Regions from separate parts of the Mus musculus genome. Here region 1 is linked to region 2. A link is a contact called in public HiChIP or PLAC-seq data. All regions are on one chromosome and are shown on one strand. The core of a region is the stretch at or near the end of the contact, and the rest is flanking DNA. Distances in the headings are between cores, read along the strand shown.

Region 1 (2,888 bases), core at 4-2,503, 94 kb before region 2:
TGAATTTGAAAAGAAAATCTATACTATAGACTGCTAATTGCTAGTAGCAATGGCAAAGTTGAGGTGATAGCTTCCCTTCCAGCAGGAGCCATAAAGAGCCCAGGAAATTACTTTCTAGGTTCAAGTTTAATGGAATAGTGTGCGTTCTCGCGTGTGACGCTGAGTCACGTGGCCTTTACGGGCCAGCTGGGCATCAAGCATTCACTTGAGCGCCAGCCCCACCCTCTTCTTGTAAAGTGGTGACTTTATGGCTCTGATTTCCCTAGCGGTGGTCAGCACGGCCAGACAGTATGGCACCTGGAATGAGAATAACCCGAGGAGAATTCAGGGATGGAGGTGGATGCGTGGGCCCTGCCCTCATGAGAGGTAAACTTTGGATGGGCGGCTTCAGTTCAGAGCTGGCTTGCTTCATACCGTCATTCTGCTCCAAGACCTACCTCCAGATACCAGGGCTCCCCAACCTTTTGTAAGGAGTGGCTGCTTTTCGTGTCCCTGAAGACTTGCGTGCTGACAGTGAAGTCTGAGGGGGTGTAGAAGTGCGGACAGGCATGGCCCTGAGTGCAGCAAGGGAGGGGGCTCTGCTGCCAGGAAGAAAGGGGGACAGGGTGAGGCTTGAGGAGAGAGGGCCGAGTCACCAAGGCATACCCAGAATTCTCCACACCTCCCTGCCATGCAGATGGGGTCCCTGAGGGACATCTCAAACGCGACTTCCTCATGCAGAGTTCCTACGATGCCCCTTCCCGCCATCCCCATCCCTAACCACACCGTTCCCCCGATGAATATGGTTGCTCCTTCTTCTAAGCAACCAGCCAGCCACTTATCTGTGCCTTCTCTCAACTTACCTTACTGAAGCTTCTATTAGGATAAACTTAACGGGGTTGCTGGTGTTTACACCTCACAGAAACATACCTATGTATGACTGCCCTCACCCTTGAGCTGTCGGGGCTCCAGTCTTAACCTCCACGCCCCCCTTGGCTCCCTTAGACTATAGCCTTCTGAGAGAAGCCACAATAGCGACTTCATGGATCATGCCGTGCACACCCCATGTGTTCTCGAAGCATGCTCAAAGGAGGTTTGCTCAACAGGTATCTGATCCCAAAAGTGTCAGGGTAAGAACTGCCTTCTCCATCCAGGCCCCTAGAAAGGGCTGAGCTGGCTACTCCTTTAATTCTCACAACCTCCACAGGAAGTAAGAGTGTTCTGCCTATTTCACAGAGGAGGAAGCTGACTCAGAGACGTTAAGGAGCATGCCCAAGGTCACACAGCTAGTAAACGGTAGAGGGACAGAATGGACTGTTTAGTCAACTCTGGCAAATGGCTGCTGTGTAGACCTACACACCTAGTCAGAGGTTCCATACAGCCCCATTAACAGGGTAGAGAATTTAGAGGGAGTATTTAGAGGTGTGAAGAACAGTTTAGAGGTTCAGAGTGGGCTACTTCAAAAGGACAAAAGACATTCCAACTTTCTCAAGCTTGGCTGTTGGTCGGCTGGTACTCCTGGGGATTGAACCCAGGGACCTGTACATGCTAAGCAAGAGCTCTGCCCCTGGGGTATATCCCCAGCATGAGAGGGAACAAGAGAAGGAAGAAGGTGACTGTATCTTTTAACAATCCTGCAAAAGATGGACTGGGTAGACTTGTCCACCCCAGATGACTATGGATAATTCTGAAAGGTAAATCAAGAAAAACAAAGGAGAGATCGAGAAGCCACAACCCTAGAGCGGCCTACATGGCCATCGGAACACCATCCTTCCCTGTGTTCTGTTGGGTATAATAACCATCCACAGGCAAACGGAGCTTCCCAGGTGACAAAGGGCAGCCAACTGCTGGAAGCTTGGGGGCCTGTCTAGGAAAGGCAGCTAAGGGCCAGCAAGGGCACTGGCTTGCTACTATGCAGTAAGTATGTGTGCATCTGGAAGTAGGACCTTCACAGTACTCACTGGTAAACAGTGAATCATAGACGTTTCAGCTGGCCTGGAGGATCAGCCCGGCTTTAGTGACAGTGCTTGCATTTAGCTTTGTCAACAGCCCTGCCCCACCTGAGTGCTGCATTCAAGGGAAGCACAAGGAACAGCACCAGTTGTTTTGGGAGGAGCCCAGCAACATGAGGGCTTACAGCTTATCTCCCCACTTTGTTGGACTAACAAAGCTACTATCACAAGAAGCAAGACTCCCAGGAGCAAGTGGCTGGGGAAGGGAGCTTGGAGCTATTCAGTGAGCAAGGGCTGCCTTTAAGTACAGTCTCTGTTACATTCTGTAGAAGCTTACTCCTTACCTATCCACTTACAGGGCCTGTACTACACCACACACAGAGAGAAACACACACACACACAGTGTGTGTGTGCATTCACATGCTTACAACCCTGGATATCTTTCCTTCCATGCTTAGGAGCTAGGGAACCTCGGAGCCAAATTTGGCAGTCACGTTCCTTCTGTTTGATGAGGGAACTGCTTTGAACTTGAAGGGCTCACCTTACCCTACTTTACCTAATAGGCTTACCCCAGCTTCTCCTTGTAAGGTCTTTAAGATATTCGTTTCTAGTATTTCCATAGAATAGAAGAACTTATAAACCCCGTAAAAATTTTAGGAGATAGACATCTTATAAAACTTTGGACATAGACATGGATATAAAGGGAAGGGAGGGTTTTGTAGGTGAGGGCCACGAAGCTCAAGCAGGCACTAAGAACGATGGAGTGGGAGCAGCAGAGTTCTGAGCTCCATAGCCTTTTCTGGGTTTCCCAGCAATAAAATCTTAAATTATTTAGGAGACACTGACCTGACTCTATGACGCTATCAGCTTAGCTAAGTGGAGTGTGCTGCTTCCCCCAGCTTGAGGAGTAGGCAGGTTTTTTTAGGTATATACCCACGCCCCCACACTGCAACCTCT
Region 2 (2,744 bases), core at 153-2,652:
GTTAGACCCTGTGACAGACTCCCACGTTCCTCATGTGTCAGGCACCAGGTTAGACCCTGTGACAGCCTCCCACATTCCTCACGTGTTGGGCACCAGGTTAGACCCTGTGACAGCCTCCCACATTCCTCATGTGTCAGGCACTAGGTTAGACCCAAAATCTCCATGACAGCCCAGACAGACCATGGATTAAGTCCATGTCCCTCAGATGAGAGGGTAGCAACAGAGAGCAGGGCAATTCTGCCACTGGACCAACTTAAAATGTTCACCTAAATTAACACAAACATGACCAAGAATAAACAACGTCGTCGAGAGAAGGGATGGGACTGGAGATCATTCTAGGCAAAAATAGCCAGACTCAGAAAAATAAATAGAACATATATTTTCTCCTACATAGAATCCAGTGGTGTGTGTGAATGTGTGAGTGATGGGGGGGGTGGGGGTGGAGTGCAGCGAGCACATGCCTGGTGGCACATGTCTGTAACCACAGCAGGACTGGCTTGTAGAAGCAGGAGAATCAGAAATTCAAGGTCACCCTTGACTAGATAGTGAGTTCCAGGCCAGCCTGGACTACAGGAGGCCTCCATCTTCAAAGCACAAAGGCGGAAGCCCAAGAACTGTCTCAGCACATGAGTGTGCTTCCTGAGGGCATGAATTCCATCCCTAGAACTCACACAAGTGTGAAAAAATGTCTCACTACACACACACACACACACAGAGTCACACTAATAATAAAGGAATCACCTGTGGCATGCAACTAGGAGTACATTATGAAGAGGAAAGGAAAGAGCCTAAAATGGGGGATAGGAAAATCAAGAAAGGGTGATGGGGGAGGAAATATCTCACGTACATATATGGAGTCTTTCACACACACATATATGCACATGTATATGTGTGTCTATATATGTGTATGTGTATAAATATATCACACACATACACACACACACACACACACACACACACGAAGGCAAAGGGGGGGGGGGGGAGTCCAGTGCAGAAGGGGAGGGACAGGGAAGAAAATGGAGCCAGTCTGAGCAGCAGTAACTGTGAAGGAAACCTTCACTGTAAACCATATTGCTTTTACGCTAACCGGAAAGCGGAAAGTGGGGAATATTGATACTGCGATGAAGAAAACAACTCTGTTTCATCAGAAGACTCTGAAATGGAAAATAGTTAATGAGAAAAACATAACACTGCCAAAAGAGGCACCAGGAAATCGGGGGACACACAGAACAGGGAGCCTGGCGCAAAGTGAGCCTGGCTGTTTCTAGCACAGTCCTCAGACGTGAGGTGTGTAAGAGTCCAGGAAGAGGGTCTGAAAACCCCTGGAGGGAGGAGCCTGGGACACCAAGACCACACCCATCCTCAAGGGCCACTGCCCTGGGTAGCAGCCATTCAGAGCAGCCTCCTGACCACCCCAGTCCCTCAGCATCCAGACTCACGACTCATGAGCTGCGGTGAGGTGACTGGAAACCACAAACCAGAAGTCAGACCAAAAGATAAAAAACTCCACCCTCGGGGTAAAAGTAGCGATAGCAGAGCCACGAGGCCTGGAATCAAAACCATCACTGCTTTGCATGCGGCCTGTGGTTTTGAATATGTGCGATACACGTCAGATCCTGAGTTTCAGTCACACTTAAGCCATTGCCAGGTTCCCTTAGCCACTGAGCGAGCGAACAAACGCAAAATTCTAAACCAGAGGAGGACAGGAGGCACCCAACAAGAATGACTTTGTCACTTCAGTAAACAGTGTGGGGTGGTGGGGACCCCAACTCCATAACAAAAGCAAGTTATTTGACACCTAAACAATCTTTAAATGACAAAATCAGGTCACGAGGCAGCTTCCGATGAAGGCTGACCAGAAAATTTGACCCAACTGAATGAAAAGCAGCCCTACGGAAACAGATTTTCTTTTTTCCTTTTTTTTTTTTTTTTTGAGACGGGGGGGGGGAGGAGGGGTTGGGGGGAGTCCAGGGTGGGAGTAGGGAGGCAGTTCATCCCCCAAGGAAGGAGACCACCTCATCACAGAGCCTCAAGGAGGAGGATTCGAGCTGAGTAATAGCCTTCACCACAAACACCCACACGCTGGCCCTTTTCTCAGAGTGACATTTGTTGTCTGCTTTCACTCACAGCTGTGACAGCAAAGACATGTTTTAAGAAAACACAAACCAAAATAGTGTGCCTACGAACTACTGGTGATCGGCAGGCTAGCCTGCTGCCGTTAGCTTTGGGGCACTTCTCAAGCCTCTCTCTATTTTCTCTTTGGAGCAGGGATAAAGTCTGGATACATCGGCGTGTAACTGCGGCGTGTAACTGTGGCGTGTAACTGCGGCTTCCTCTGGGGATTTTGTTTCAGCATGGAGAAGCTTGAGCTACTCTGGGGATTTTGTTTCAGCATGGAGAAGCTTGAGCTACTCCAGAAGAACTGAATGCTGCCTGGCTTCAGAATAAAAAAATATATATATATATATGAGGCAGCCAGAGAGCAAGAGGAAGGACTTGGGGGGAAGGTTTGTTTTGATTTTTAGGATAAGAATCAAGTTCACGACTTGGTGACTCGAAGAACAATCCTGAACTGAGTCTTGTACATTCCATAAATCAATAAAGCCCTATGTGGGCTTCTCGAGTCACCATTTCACTCCTAGCTCTTTCCTGATAGGTATTTATATCTTGGGAGCTAATCAAAAGGATAAAGGTTCCTCTCCGTATGTGGCTGGAAGATTTCAGCCTGGCTGTGTGATACAGAA

The links. HiChIP or PLAC-seq counts read pairs in DNA pulled down with a chosen protein or histone mark.
Region 1: an HNF4G HiChIP or PLAC-seq map of pancreatic cancer cells shows a contact between it and region 2. The contact joins two enhancer-like sites. A contact is called at or near these places in 21 of 484 Hi-C or Micro-C datasets (B cells, the C10 cell line, the C2C12 cell line and 15 more) and 13 of 115 datasets of contacts at active chromatin or transcription factors (cardiomyocytes, craniofacial prominence, effector CD8 T cells and 9 more).

Annotation. Positions count from the first base shown.
Region 1 is chr19:55,861,111-55,863,998 of GRCm38.p6, reverse strand. All of the region lies in intron 5 of Tcf7l2 (transcription factor 7 like 2, T cell specific, HMG box), which reads right to left. Among named protein-coding and RNA genes, the nearest start is that of Gm52391, 76 kb to the left of the region's middle. Within about 2 kb of position 1,253, at least 41 of the 459 cell types and tissues checked have an H3K27ac peak or open chromatin away from gene starts, as enhancers often do. A contact at or near this core is called in embryonic fibroblasts, pancreatic cancer cells and trophoblast stem cells, where this site is marked.
Region 2 is chr19:55,767,824-55,770,567 of GRCm38.p6, reverse strand. The region is part of intron 4 of Tcf7l2 (transcription factor 7 like 2, T cell specific, HMG box); the gene reads right to left. Among named protein-coding and RNA genes, the nearest start is that of Gm31734, 26 kb to the right of the region's middle. Within about 2 kb of position 1,402, at least 78 of the 459 cell types and tissues checked have an H3K27ac peak or open chromatin away from gene starts, as enhancers often do. A contact at or near this core is called in embryonic fibroblasts, pancreatic cancer cells and trophoblast stem cells, where this site is marked.